Regions from separate parts of the Sus scrofa genome. Here all the other regions are linked to region 2. A link is a contact called in public HiChIP or PLAC-seq data. All regions are on one chromosome and are shown on one strand. The core of a region is the stretch at or near the end of the contact, and the rest is flanking DNA. Distances in the headings are between cores, read along the strand shown.

What was found. HiChIP or PLAC-seq counts read pairs in DNA pulled down with a chosen protein or histone mark.
Region 1: an H3K27ac HiChIP or PLAC-seq map of alveolar macrophages shows a contact between it and region 2. The contact joins two enhancer-like sites. A contact is called at or near these places in 1 of 5 promoter capture datasets (liver), 2 of 47 Hi-C or Micro-C datasets (embryonic fibroblasts and skeletal muscle) and 1 of 2 datasets of contacts at active chromatin or transcription factors (alveolar macrophages).
Region 3: a contact with region 2 is called in an H3K27ac HiChIP or PLAC-seq map of skeletal muscle. The contact joins two enhancer-like sites. A contact is called at or near these places in 4 of 5 promoter capture datasets (fetal liver, fetal skeletal muscle and liver), 2 of 47 Hi-C or Micro-C datasets (embryonic fibroblasts and epiblast stem cells) and 2 of 2 datasets of contacts at active chromatin or transcription factors (alveolar macrophages and skeletal muscle).
Region 4: an H3K27ac HiChIP or PLAC-seq map of skeletal muscle shows a contact between it and region 2. The contact joins two enhancer-like sites. A contact is called at or near these places in 1 of 5 promoter capture datasets (liver) and 2 of 2 datasets of contacts at active chromatin or transcription factors (alveolar macrophages and skeletal muscle).

The regions. Positions count from the first base shown.
Region 1 is chr13:126,027,437-126,030,828 of Sscrofa11.1, reverse strand. All of the region lies in intron 3 of LPP (lipoma-preferred partner), which reads right to left. Among named protein-coding and RNA genes, the nearest start is that of LPP, 250 kb to the right of the region's middle. Within about 2 kb of position 1,423, at least 7 of the 83 cell types and tissues checked have an H3K27ac peak or open chromatin away from gene starts, as enhancers often do. A contact at or near this core is called in alveolar macrophages, where this site is marked.
Region 2 is chr13:125,418,294-125,421,807 of Sscrofa11.1, reverse strand. All of the region lies in intron 3 of LOC106508008 (a long non-coding RNA gene), which reads right to left. Among named protein-coding and RNA genes, the nearest start is that of BCL6, 30 kb to the right of the region's middle. Within about 2 kb of position 2,122, at least 2 of the 83 cell types and tissues checked have an H3K27ac peak or open chromatin away from gene starts, as enhancers often do. A contact at or near this core is called in alveolar macrophages and skeletal muscle, where this site is marked.
Region 3 is chr13:126,003,920-126,007,339 of Sscrofa11.1, reverse strand. All of the region lies in intron 2 of LPP (lipoma-preferred partner), which reads right to left. Among named protein-coding and RNA genes, the nearest start is that of LPP, 220 kb to the right of the region's middle. Within about 2 kb of position 1,804, at least 3 of the 83 cell types and tissues checked have an H3K27ac peak or open chromatin away from gene starts, as enhancers often do. A contact at or near this core is called in skeletal muscle, where this site is marked.
Region 4 is chr13:126,067,365-126,070,914 of Sscrofa11.1, reverse strand. All of the region lies in intron 3 of LPP (lipoma-preferred partner), which reads right to left. Among named protein-coding and RNA genes, the nearest start is that of MIR28, 210 kb to the left of the region's middle. Within about 2 kb of position 1,859, at least 10 of the 83 cell types and tissues checked have an H3K27ac peak or open chromatin away from gene starts, as enhancers often do. A contact at or near this core is called in skeletal muscle, where this site is marked.

The DNA.
Region 1 (3,392 bases), core at 174-2,673, 610 kb before region 2:
TGAGGGCACATTTTTAAAACTTTAAGTACTAACTAAACTCCATGGCTAAAGATTATAAATTCCTAAGATTAAAAAATATGTCCACATTTTATGAGAGCAGATTTCTAATCAAAATAAAGACAAACTTTCCAAAAACTCAGAACTGTCCAAAGACAGAAAGGGCAGTTTCAGTTTCACACACTAAAAATATTCAAGAAAAGCATGAAAAACATCTTGTTAGACGTGATAGGAACTCAAGTATCAGAGGAGAGATTGGACTGTCTCAGTGGTTCTAAGACTTGGAAAATGTTTTTAAAAAAGAAAAGGTGCCTATCCTAGACCAATTATATTAGAATTATCTGAGAGTGAAGGCCAAGTCTCAGCATTTTTTTAAAGTTCCCCAGGTGATTCTTGCATGTCGTGAAGGTAGAGAACTACTGAGACATTTAAAGTCCTCTGCAATATAGCACAGGTTGTGTTCTAAAAAGTTTGTGGATTTTTAAGCCCTTAAGTAAGAGTACAACACAGCCATAAAGTGGCACAGGCTCTTCCACTTTAGGAAGGTCATCAAGGAGAAAAGCACTGGGCAACAATATTGCCTATAACAAGTCCAAGTTCTAAGATGTGCTCATGAGGGAGAAAAGCTAGAACTATCAGTAATTTACTGGATACAGACAGAGAAAGGGAGACACACATTTTGAGATTCCAGAGACCATTATTCCATCAAGGTCTCTATGGAATAGTTGTACTAAGATATGCATTTTAGGTTATTAGGAGTTCTTGCTTCTTTTCTTCCCTTTATATATGTTTTTAAACAGAACCCCCCCCCCCAATCACAATCTCAACTTTTGTAAAGTTGCAGTTAAGTTAATGAAATGTTTGCAAAATTCAGTGGGATTTTGGGAAGACTGGCAGGAGAGACAGCTTAGTAAAATTATAATATCAAAGCTAAGGCAGTGGCTTTGGTATTGAACATAGTTCTACCAAAGGCATAAAAAGCAAGGGTATAATAAGCTCATGGCCCCCACTGCATGCCTATGATTTCCAAGTACCATAAAATGCTAACACTATAACACCAGAAAACATCCTATTTTTAGTACTTGAGGTTGTTTTTGAAAATTGCCATGCCATTGAAACTTTTTTTTTTTTAAACTACATCTTTTCCATCCCTTCACATAATGATCATTGACCAAGATACCCTAGAGCCAAACGCAAACAGTGACAGCAAGGTTGGCAGAACCTGGGAAGGGAAAAGTCCACCTATCCCCTTCAGTGGCTCAGAGGAAGAGAAAGGTAAATGGGGAATAGAAAGGTGAGTACATTGGTCATGGCCAGAGTGAAAGCTGGCATTGGCCCCAAGAGAAAAATGCAGAAGTTCTGACTCTCAGCCCTTATTGCAAACCACCCGTCATTCTCACTTCCCCTGCCAGCAGAGCTGACTTTTGCCAGGGAGGGAAGAACTAGTTTCACAAGCAATTATCATAATAAGAAAAAAGGGTGGGGTATGAGGGAATCATAGGCACAGTGGATTGTTTTTTGACTATAAGATCACTGTCAGGCTTTCAAAAGAAATGAATTTGTTCCCTCAACGTTTTACTAGACCAGTTTATAATAAAAATCAAATCAGTAAGTATGACTTGCATTGATATAGCTGAACCTTCGACTCAGGAATACGAAAAGCTCCAGAGGATGGAGAGAGGCAAACTTGACCTGAACAGTTAAGTTGCAAAAACATAAAAGCTATCATAAAAGACACCACAAATGAGCTAGGGCAGGAAAGCAAATACGGATTTTCTACAGCCATTAATTGCCATATTACCATTATTATCATTACATAACACAGTAGCATATGGGCAGTATTAAATGGTGTATTTTCCAAAGAGAGTCTGGCCAACTGGGTTAGGCAATGGCCTCCTTGAATCAAAACCTATCGCTCCTTGAGGCTTGCATAGCTGCCTTGATTAAACACAGTGGCAGGCTCCACAGTTGAACGGACGATTCTTCTTTTTTTGAAGGGAGGTAGAATAGAGTAATTGCCAGATGTTTGCAATTTTAGCTATAAAAAGATGGCTGCTTTCCATTCCTGAGTATGTTGAATCTTTTTTTTTTTCTTTCTACCCAAGCTATTGTGGTTCACTAAAATAGGCCACTGCACTGATGAATCATCATTCAAAACTGCATTAATGGAAGCAGAACAAATATGACATTTTAAATTCACATATAAGAGGAATAAGTAAAAATGTATGGGTAATAATTACATGCCAGGCAATAGAAAGCATATTATAGTATAAAGGACTCAGGAATCTCCTTGATTGCTTTGTACCTGTAGAACCGGGTACAAGCAGTTTCATCACAGAACTTCCATCGCCTCAATAATCAAATGTGAATGAATATCTGTGTGGCCTCCCTCTCAGAGGAAAGAACCCATGCCTTATCCATCTCTATGCCTCACCTTATAAATGCACTGCCCAGAGGAGATGTGCAAACAAATATGAACATGTTATCAAAACCATATATTGTGATATAATTGTGTCTACATGTTATATTGTACAGTCATTGCATTTTTTAATGTAATTATTAGAACCCCCACTTCCATCACCACCAAATTCTCAGTTCTCTTTTTAGACTCTACCTCCTAATATGGCAAGAGGAAAAGGGAAAGCTGGCTTTCATTTAACCAACATTGATATAAATGGCTTGGGAGACTGGTGACCTCTAAAACAGGGGAGGTTATCTTTCTTAATGAGTGGAGTTAAGCATCTCTTTGAGGATCTGATGACATATGGACCCTCTCCCTGAAAAAGTTATACACATAGACCAAGAGTAAACACAATTTTAAGAGACTGGCTAAATTTCAAATATGAATCCCAGAGATGAATAGGACCCAAGATAAAATTCCTAGCAAATCAATTAATTATTTTCCTGTAATGATATAATTACTAACATCTCTAAAATCTCTCTGCCTCATTTGATAATCTGGAAAACAAAAAAGACTTTTTAAATTAATAAAAATCACTGGTTTACTTTATAGTTTTCATTACATAATGTTCACTTACATTATTATCTATAATACTAATTCAATAAAAAAAAATGCTCCTTCTTTGGGAGCTCCCATCATGGCTCAGCAGTAACAAACCCAACTAGCATCCATGAGGACTAGGGTTCCCTCCCTGGCCTCACTCAGTGGGTTAAGGATCTGGCGTTGCCATGAGCTGTGGCGTAGGAAAGTAGCTGCAGCTCCAATCCAACCCCTAGCCTGGTAATGTCCATGTGACTCAGTTGAGGCCCTAAAAAGCCAAAAACAAAACAAAAAAAAAAAAAACAAAAAACAAAAAACAAAAAACAAAACCCTCCTTCTTAAAGAGATACCATAAAAATGAATCCTTTCTTCTTCTATATTGATATAGTTCAAG
Region 2 (3,514 bases), core at 873-3,372:
CCCTTGTCTAGGCCACTACCTTGTATTATGAATGTTTTCTCATAGCAGTGAGTAGTAACATTTTAGAAATGGGGATTTTTGAGCTAAATTTTCAGCAAAGCATGAGAATAATGTAGCTCACAGCAATGCCCTCTGGTCTTTCAGAGCATCAGACATTTTTTTTAAAATCAGTCGTGTAAGAAATGGCATGACTTTTTGGATGATTAGCAATCTAGTCTAGATTTTAGCTGGTGACACTTTCTGCAGCAACTTGCCTGTTACCTGCCACATAATAGGCTTAATCACTGTCCACTGAATATAAGCAGGTATCTTCATGTACATGAATACCATGTATAATAAGGGGTGTGATTTTGGTAATTATGCATGTAAATCTATTTGGATAGATAATGAATATGCAGATGGATAGATACTGGGGCCATGGGTCAGAGAAATGCCAAAAAGAAAAGAAAAAAGGAGGAGTTCCCATCATAGTTCAGTGGTTGACGAACCGGACTAGTATCCATGAGGATGTGGGTTCAATCCCTGGCCTTGCGCAGTGGGTTAAGGATCCATCATTGCCATAAGCTGCAGTGTAGGTCATAGATGCGGCTTGGAACCCGCATTACTGTGGCTGTGGCATACGCTGGTGGCCGCAGCTCCCATTCGACCCCTAGCCTGCATGCCTCAGGTGCATCTCTTAAAAAAAAAAAAAGAAAGAAAGAAAAGAAAAATGTACTAGAAAGTGTATTTAGCACCTACTAGGTCCTGGGGGAAGGAAATGGAAGGTGAGTCTCTTTGCACGGGCCTCAGATAACCATAAATAACATAGGCAGATGATTTTAAAGAAGCCATTTTTGTAGGTAAGGACTACTTGGATTTGGAGGCAAAGGAGGACCATTTTCTTTTTGGTGTGAAACACCGAGAATGTTAGGGATGAAAGAGGCCTGGGGCAGCCTGTGGACTTAGACATCTTAGATTGTAAAACTGAGCTGTGTAAAGAAGGGTTCCACAGGGATTCACAGACTTTAAAAAACATAAAAACAACCCCCTTCCCAAGCCACCCCTCTTTTCTGAAGGTGCTACGGAAACCTTGAAAAATGGGTCTTTGCAAGGAAGCAGAAAACCTGGTGAGATGGTGTAAGGTCAAGAGCATGGGCTCTGAACTCAGCCAGGGTTTAAATCTCCCTCATCTGCTTTTTAGCTCTTGGATCTGAGGGAGACTACTTCCATTTGGAAACTCTGAGCCTCGACTTCTGAAATGCAGACTCTGCCTATGTCTCTCTTCATTATGAGTTTAGATTATATCACAAGGGGTTCAGCAAAGCTCTGTCTCTCATTCCTCCCCACACCCACAAAGCCCTCCTCAGCCTCTGTCTTTCTCTGCACCCTTGGTCGGAAGCACTTGCTGCTTTCTCCCTTCTCATCTACCACATTCAGGTGTTGGATCAGATGATTTCCAAATTTCTGTTACATGAGTCTAACTGTCTGGTCCTACTTTTTACCAGATGGCTGGGCTAGCTGGATAGGATATCAAACAGTCTATTTTCTATACATTTATGTTAATGAGCCATTTACTGAGCTTTACCACATTTAATCCTCAAAAGAATACCTGTAAGGTAGCAGTTGCTTTCCCCCTTTATAAATCAGCAAACCAAGCCAAAAGGCATGGAGAGAAATCATCCTAGACCTATGGTTTGGGGGCAGGCTTGCAGAGGAGACTCTTTTGAAAGGCTTAACAATAGCACAAGAAAATGAGGCCTTTCATTATACCCGTGGCCTTGAAAATCAAGTGGAAACTTCCCAGTTTTCACTCCATCCATCGCCCCTCCTCTTGCACTAAATGCTTTAGTCATCTTCTCTTTCTTTTTTGTTGTCTTTTTCCTGTGTTGCCATTCCAGGCTGAGGTCATGACTCTCCTAAGAGCCTTAATCAAATCTGGAAGGCAACAGGGCTGAACACAGGATCTTTCCTACCTGACTCCTGGACTGAACAAGTGCAAAGAAAGCTGATGTTGGGAATCCAGCTCTTGCTGCCTGCGGCTGTGGGGCTGGCTATGAATTTTTACCAGCTCTTGCCTGATCATCTTTCTTTGGCCTTTGACATACTTGTCACTGGATCCGTGGTAAAGCCAGTCTTTCTCTCTAGCCACTAATTTGTATTTCCCCCAGAGAGCCTAGAACTATGCCCTACCCAGCGGGTACTCACTGTACTGGAGGTGGTGTCGCCAACCAACACAGCCCCAGATTACATTAAGTATTTCAGCAATTGCAATGAATTTCTGGCCAGCCTTGATGGTTTGGTCAGCTTCAGTCCCAGCCTTGCCCCTCAGAGATTGACAAAGCCCAGTTTCAACTAATTCTTAATAATGCAATTAAATTTTTGGAAACTGAGCTGGGTTTCATATTTAAATGGTGACTTTCACCACACAGGAGAGGTTGGCCAAATGCAGGAGGAACTGGAAGATTTTTGCAAAGAGATGAATTTGGATTTTCCATTTTTAGAAAAGCTGCATATGCTCATGTGCAGGTAACACTCCAGGCTCAGGGGTTCCCAAGGGCCAAAAGAGTGGGTAAAGCATGAACCCCTAAACCAGCATGCCTCATAGGGAATCATCAGTATCCTCAAAAAGAAAACTAATATTAGTAGTAGAATCTAATGGTAGATATGAATTTTGTTTAAATATTCTTTATATTTTTACATTTTCACAATAAAATATTTGGGAAAAAAAGAAAAGATTTGGAAAGATTTCATGGATGGAACTAGAGACTCTCATACTAAGTGAAGCAAATCAGAAAGAGAAAGACAAATACCATATGACATCACTTTTATCTGGAATCTAATATATGGCACAAATGAACCTTTCCACAGAAAAGAAAATCATGGACTTGGAGAATAGACTCCTGGTTGCCAAGGGGGAGGGGGAGGGAGTGGGATGGATTAGGAGTTTAGGATTAATAGATGCAGACTATTGCCTTTGGAATGGACAAGCAGTGAGACCCTGCTGTGTAGCACTGGGAACTGTATCTAGTCATTTATGATGGAGCATGATAATGTGAGAAAAAAGAATCTATACATGTATGTGTAACTGGGTCACTCATGCTGTACAGTAGAAAACTGACAAAGCACTGTAAACCAGCTATAATAAAAAAAATCATTATGTAAAAAAGAAAGAAGAAAAAAGAAAAGTAGGGGCAGAATTAAAACGTTTCTGCTTTTGAAATGCAACAACACTTACCTCTCAGGGCCATTGCAAGGATGGCATTAGGGCATATGCGGAAGGGCTTGCTCAGGGTCTTGCTCAGAACAGGGAGCAATGAATGTATTTATTAACACCACAGCATGGGAAAAGGCACCACTCTGAAGTTAAACGACTGCATCTTGAACTTCATGCTGCAGCTCACTAGCCCAGCTGGTGCCTTTCCATCCCGGGTCCCAGTCTCCTCATCTTTCTAATTGGAATAATAATCACAGCATATTTCTCAGGGTCACAAGGAGAAGCATGTTAGAGAACTGTTGAGAAAGTTCTTTGCAAACT
Region 3 (3,420 bases), core at 555-3,054, 590 kb before region 2:
AAGCTGAGGCTTGGACACAAGTTTTGGACCCCCAAGTCCATGGTCTCCACCATGGTACAGCCTCTCTATAGGAAAAAGGAAAAGACCAAAATCCAAAGGAAGTCATCACATAGAAACAGGAGGTTTTGCTTTTATATCCATTCGTAGCTCTTGGGTGCTACTTGCCGCAATGTCTTCTCTGCTTTGTTCCATCAAATCTATCATGAGCCACACAAACTGATAAAGCCAAAAGTCTGACCAAACTGATCAAACATAACCAAACACAAACAACTGCAAAAGGCCATATGACAACCAAGACCCTTCCTCACCAGAGGGAATACATAAGACTACAGGTAAAGTGACATTTAATACTAAAAAAAGTTACCAAGCCTTGCTAAAGATGGCATGTAAATGACAAGTCACTGTCATCCACAAAAATAGAATGAACTAGTGTTTGCTCAAGTTTTGCTTCTTTTCTAAAATCCACAGTGTACTCTTCTTTAAATATTTACTTAGATTACCAAAATTTAAAAACAACCAACCACCCATTGCATGGTATTATCTAACACCAAGTACTATAAGCTTAAGGAAGTGGTTTTCAAACTGTCTGCACACTAGATTCACCTGGGAATCTTTATGTATGTATTCTGATTCAAGTGTTGCTAATGATTGACTCAGAGTGTTTATATTAATCTTTAAATCATGTTGCATTAGTCCCTAAATCTCCCTTGGCAATTAACCCAAGACCTGGCTCTTGGTCAATGTTTGCTGAATAAATGAATGATACTGAGGGACATGGCAGGTATTAACATCACCATTTTATTGATGGAAGATTTGAGAAGCTGAGATACTTTGCGACTTAAACATCAGATGTAGTTGATAGCCAACTAAACTTTAGGATTGTCCACTTAAACAACTGAGATTTAAATAACATTCTCCTATATTTTAGAGATGTTTCACTATCTTCTCTCTTTATATAAAAATCAGTGCCTTCCTAAAATTTCAAAACTGCTTCCTTAAGGGGGTATTAAAATGCTACACTGAGCTTCCCCTTATAGGTTACAGCTAATTATCCTTTTCTCCAACTTGGAACTCAGCTCAAAGATACCTGATCTTCTAAATTCAGACCTAGCTCCCAGTCTTAGCTATACCATGAGCTCACAGTACAACCTTTGCTCTCTCTGGGATCACAGTGTCCTCCTCTGAAAAAGATGTCATTAGGTTACTAGATAAACGCTAACAACAACTCTACTCAAAACTCATGAGTCTATGGAAGCTCCTGATTATATATATATAGCTAGAAACAAGTAAAAGTCAGCCAAATCATCTATAATTCTCCTCTTAGATCACCAGTGAGGAAGTACAGTCCTCTTTTTTTCCCCCTTCTTTTTTTGTCACTCATTGCCCTGACTCTTCAATCCTCCCTCTTGTGGGAGGGAACCTTAGATTGATCTCAGAGATTACCAAGGTATCAATCAAGATTTATTATGCACAAGTAAATAAGTACTTTAGGCAAACCTTTTCCAAGTGGTGTAGGTAAGTCCCTACCAGTGTAATTACGAAGCAAATATGCTGTGGCATGTGATGGAAGCGTGGGAAGACAACGTTCAAGAATAAGGCAGGCTGAAAATTGCACACAATTGTTAGTTGAACAGCAAATGTAATCACTCTTCCTCTGAAGCATCAGGTCAGATGAGAGCCGGAAGGGCAAACAGGATCTGCCATGGACTGAAAATGTCAATGCATTCACTCCACTTCTCTTTACAGGCAGCTTTGGCCCTGCACTGGCTAAGTGCCCCACTCTCTGCATGGACAGCTGGCATTACTCGGAAGGGGTGATGAGAGAACAACTCCACAGAAATGCCAAACCTTTATATAGACTATCTGAGAGACAGTTGGAAATACTGGAAAAAAAAAAAACACTAGACTGAAATGCAAAGGACTTGGGCATAATTTTCAGCTCAGCCACTCACCGGCTCTACCACTTTCGTCTTTTGAACTCTTGTGTCTTGAACCTCAGCATATCTCCCAGCGCATCTCCCTATCTGTAAACTGAAGATTAGATGCTGGCTACCATTCCTCCCAACTCTCATGTCCCGTGATTCCTCCTAAAAGTCCGCCAGCTGAGTAAGATGAAGTTCTTACAAAAACTGTCTTCACTCCTATGAGTCCCATTGACCAGGAATTGTAGAGTGAAGGGAGGTAGGCTAGGAATCAACACATTAAGGCCAACCTGCCTTGCACAGAGTAAGCGTGAATGCAAATCAATGCTAAAGGTGCCATCCCCATGCTGGCAACACAGGTGGTGGCAAGAAAAACCCAACTACATCTGCAGATCCCAGTAAACCAAGAAGAAAAAGAGAAGCATCAATCTATTCAAGTAAGTAATTGTCTCCCATAAAGAAGTGAGGCTGAATAGAGACATACTCCACATTGCACTGTCACTTCAGATTCAGAATGTCATTTGCAAATGAAACAATCAGCCCTGACAGGAAAACAATAGCACTGGAAGACCAGGCTGCAAGAGAAGGTAAAGGAGAGAATGGAAACAAACCAATTACTAACTCACTGGTTTTTATTTGCTACAAACGGGTGACAACAGCCAGGACAGGCCATTTGATGTCCAAGAAGTTATATGGAGTCTCAGGTGGCGAAATCTTAGGGAACAATTTGTTCTTTTTAACTTGAATATACAACAACCAAGATTTAGACAAGTTCAAGTGGCTTATGCAAGGTAATATAGCAGCTAGTACATACTGGAAATTGGATTCAAACCCAGTTATTCTGCTTCCAGAAAGTGTTTGCAGTGGAAAAGTTTCATTAAAGAATCAAGAAACTCTGTCGATTGTTGGATGATACTAGGAAGAGTAGGTAAACGGCAGAGAAAAGGACATAGACATTAAGAATTTCTCTTCCAAAAGAGTCAGTACCCACACCGCTGGAAGTGAGCATGGAAGTCAGGAGACCCCCGACCTCCCACTCTGGGTCACATTTAATGACAGTGGTTCTATTTGGCTAAGTGACCAAGAAAATATATACCCTCTCTGGACCTCAAATCCTCCAGCTCTAAAATAATAAGCATTAACAAGATGATCTCCAAAACCCTGCTTTCAACAACATGCTATGTTACAGACTGGTATAGCTGGTCTGTGGAATGTGCTGTGTTTATTTAAAAAAAAAAAAAAAAAAAAAAAAAAAGTTCTCCTAAGTAAGTTTCTTCTATGGCTCTGATTCTAACAGATTTTTTCTGTACAAGACCAAGAAAAGGGGTAATAACAGCGTGAGCCCATTGAGCTCAGTAAATCTATTTCTAAAGGTGGAAATCTGGATTTACAAAGATGAGATTCTGAATCTCTGATTCATAGGGGCTTAAAATCCTGGTTTATATGTTGCCCCTCCATCAGGATGAAAAAGTGACTATGGGAAAAAGCATCAATATCA
Region 4 (3,550 bases), core at 610-3,109, 650 kb before region 2:
TTCATTCCAACAAATCATATACACTGTTGCCAGACTGAAAACTTCCATTGGCCCCCCAAATAACCAAAACAATTTTTGGAAACAAAACAGACAGAGTTGGAGGACTCTCCCTTCCTGGTTTCAAAACTCACCACAAAGTTACAGTAATTAAAACAGTGTGGTGCTGGCGTAAGAACAGGCATAAAGACCAGTAAAACAGAATAGAGAATCTAGAAATAAACCCTCACATATATGGCCAACTGAGTGGATGGCAACAGTGCTGGAATTTTAGAGAAGGATGGGTTGGGAATACTAGAGGCTTGGTAAAGCTCCTGCTCCAGGCTTCCCAGGATCCAATAGGACCTCCTCCTGTACGGTCAGAATCCCCAAACAAGGTGGGCTTCTTATGAGAAAATGGAGCAAGCTGACAAGTTCTACCATATACCCTCCTAGAGTGCTCTGGTGATTATGCATTTTTTGAGATCACTGCTGCAAACAGAAGCTCTGCAAGTTCTCCACTTCAGAATGCTCACTTTGCTAAGCCATTTACCCAGTCGTCTGTCTGACTACCTTCCTTGACTCCAAGAACTTGCTCAGGATTTTCCCTGTATCAGGACCTTCCTCTCCACCACGTCTTCATTTCACACCCCTAACTGTTCTCAGAGGCCCAGGTCACCTGCCAACCCTACAAAGCCTCCCTTGGCTGCCCCCAACAAAAGAACCTTCCCAACTCTCACCCTCTGGAGCCCTGCTAGGGCATGTTCACCATACATCTTATTGAGAATACAGTAGCCATTTACCTGCACAAAGTGTTCCTTGAGGGCACATACCATGTACAATTCATCACTCCAGTCCCAAAGCACCTCTTCCCATGCCTCAGAGAGTTGAGATGGAGAAGAGGTAAGAAAATATCTTCCAAGTGGGTATATGCATGGATTCTTGACAACCATAAGTTGAATCCTAACCAATTTAAATTATTCCTTAAAGGGAAAATCTGAGTGGCTCTCAATGTAAAAATAAGTGTATATATAATGAGAGAAAGAGGGAGGGGGAGGGAAAGGGAGAGAGAGGCATAGGAGTGTAACTAAAACAAAAGCAAAATGAAGACCTAGCAGCCAAATAAACAAGCATTGTGCTTTCTCTGGAATGTTTAGAAATCTTGGAGAGGGACCACATAAAGAGCCCTGAGGTGGCACTAACTTGGCACATCAAGTGCTTCTGTGACTGGGTCTGGGGATATTACTAGGTCACTTTTATTATGGACAAACTGATCTTGAACAATTTGTAAGACCTAAACAAGCTATTGTGATGAAGCAATCAAACAGTTTGGTTTTGTCCCGAAAACTCAGCAAAATAGCTAAGGCAAAACAACCACCACAACCAGGCAGTCAGACAAACAAGGACATCCTCAAATCCCTGTGCCTTTTCTTAGTTCTGGATGGGCTCTTCTTGGCCCATGTTTACCTATAAACCCACACCCAATACCTGCAATGGGCAAGTCTCACATCATGAGCAAACTTCAAAAGGCCTCCAAAATCTTATTAGATGCTGCAAAATCTGTTAGATCCATGAACTTATATTTTGTTTGTTTGTTTAATTAGAACAGAGAATTCAAAAAGTAATCTCCTGAAAAGTCAAGTTTTGTCTCCAGGGAGGCACTCCAAGAAAAACCTCATTCTTTGTATTTCATTCACTCTGCTTTCTTCCCTTGCTCAGATTAGGAAGTCATGTGATAGAAGACTGTCCCAAATGCAAAGTTTGATGACGTATTCTGGGCAGAAGTTCAAGCACCTTGTTATTTTAGCAGACCTGGTCTGGCTGCCCAAAGACATAATTTAGCTGAGTGCAAACCTCACCCCCTCCTCCTGCTTCATTTGGCCAGCTGCCTCGGAAGGCCTTTCATTCCAGAGGGCAAAGGATTTATGGCTCCCTTTTATTCCTGCAACAGTAGTTCCACTTCTCTGAGTTTCAAGTTCAGTGAGCTCAGCCTTGGCATTCAAGGTTCTCCTTATGTCTCATCCTTAAGAGCATTTGTCCCAGGTCTGTTTGCCAGGGACATGATGGCAGTTCCCTTCCTGGCCCTTGATTCGGCAATATCTTGCTTCTTCTTACAAACAGACCCATCTCATTACTTGAGTTACTTCACCAAGTCCCACTGACACTTCCATGGCTTAGCTGACACTAACGGCACTAATGGCACTAACTCTATATAAACTCACAAAAGTATCAGATTAGAAAGGAATCAGAATGGAATAGGAGGTTCTGCTAGTATAGGGTCAGCAAACAATGGCCAAATGCAGACCATCTCCTGTTTTATAAATAAAGTTTTATTGGAAAACAGCTATAGTCATTAATTCACTTATCGCCTATGGCTGCCTTTGTGTTCAGTTGGCAGAACTGAGTAGTTCCATTTGGACTCTCAGAAAAATATGGCAAACCTGATCTGGCCCTTGAACTCCTTGTACAGATGAGAAACTTAAGATTCAGTAAGGTTAAACAGTGTTCCTAGGGAGTAAAAAAAATTCAGAGCCTAATAATTAGGGCAGGACTAGTCATATATAGTGTTCACACTGAGTAAATACTAGACCTCTCCAAGGTTCGACAGTAAATTTTATTTCTTTAATGTAGAATAGTGCTAAGTTTTTAGGTTTTTTTTTTTATATGACAACATTGTTGCCTTTGAGAAATTTATTGTCTAGAGGAGAGAATAGACACATAAACAAATAATATCAATATAATAATGTATTTGTTTTCTATTGTTGCTGCAAAACTTACCAGAAACAATTACTGAAAAGCGCTGAAAATTTATTATTATTATCTTACATTGCTATAAATAAGAAGGCTGTCATGAATCCCACTTGGCTAAAATCAAGGTGTCAATATGTGTGCTTTCCTTGCAAGATCTCTAAGGAGAAACCATGTCTTTACTTTTCCAGCTTCTAAAGGCTACCCTCATTCCTTGGCTTGTGCTCCCCTTCTGCCATGTTCAAAGCCAGCAAAGGCTATGGCGTTTTTACTCAAATTGTATCACTCCAAAGATTTCTTCTAGCCCCATCATCCATTTCTAAGGACCCCTCAGGACGAAAGGCCTTTAATTCCATTTGCAAAATTTATTCCCTTTGCCATGTTATTGGACATATTCACAGCTTCCAGAGATTAGGCTGTTAACATCTTTGGGGCCATTACTGTGCTAGCCACAAGTTGTCATAAAGAAGGGAAGTGTGCACACAGTGCTAGAAACCTCAAAGGACAGTAAGTCAGCATAGGGGCATGATGTAGAAAAGCATCAAAGCTCTTTCATGGTACACATTTTGTGGAGTTTTCCACAATCTTCTGAAAATGTCAACATATTTCACCACATTTTAAAATTTAAATATATTGTTTAAAATAGTTTCAGTTTGTTACATATAGTTACTTTCCTTTTGCAACTATCACCTTGGTACCACATTTAAGAAAAGAAACCGTATTAGATATCAGATTGATGAATTTTAGGAAGTTTGAGGTAGGATTTCATACTCTCCCTGTGTGATTGCTTTCCTTAGGTCAATCTGGTGAATAAGAAAACTCAGAA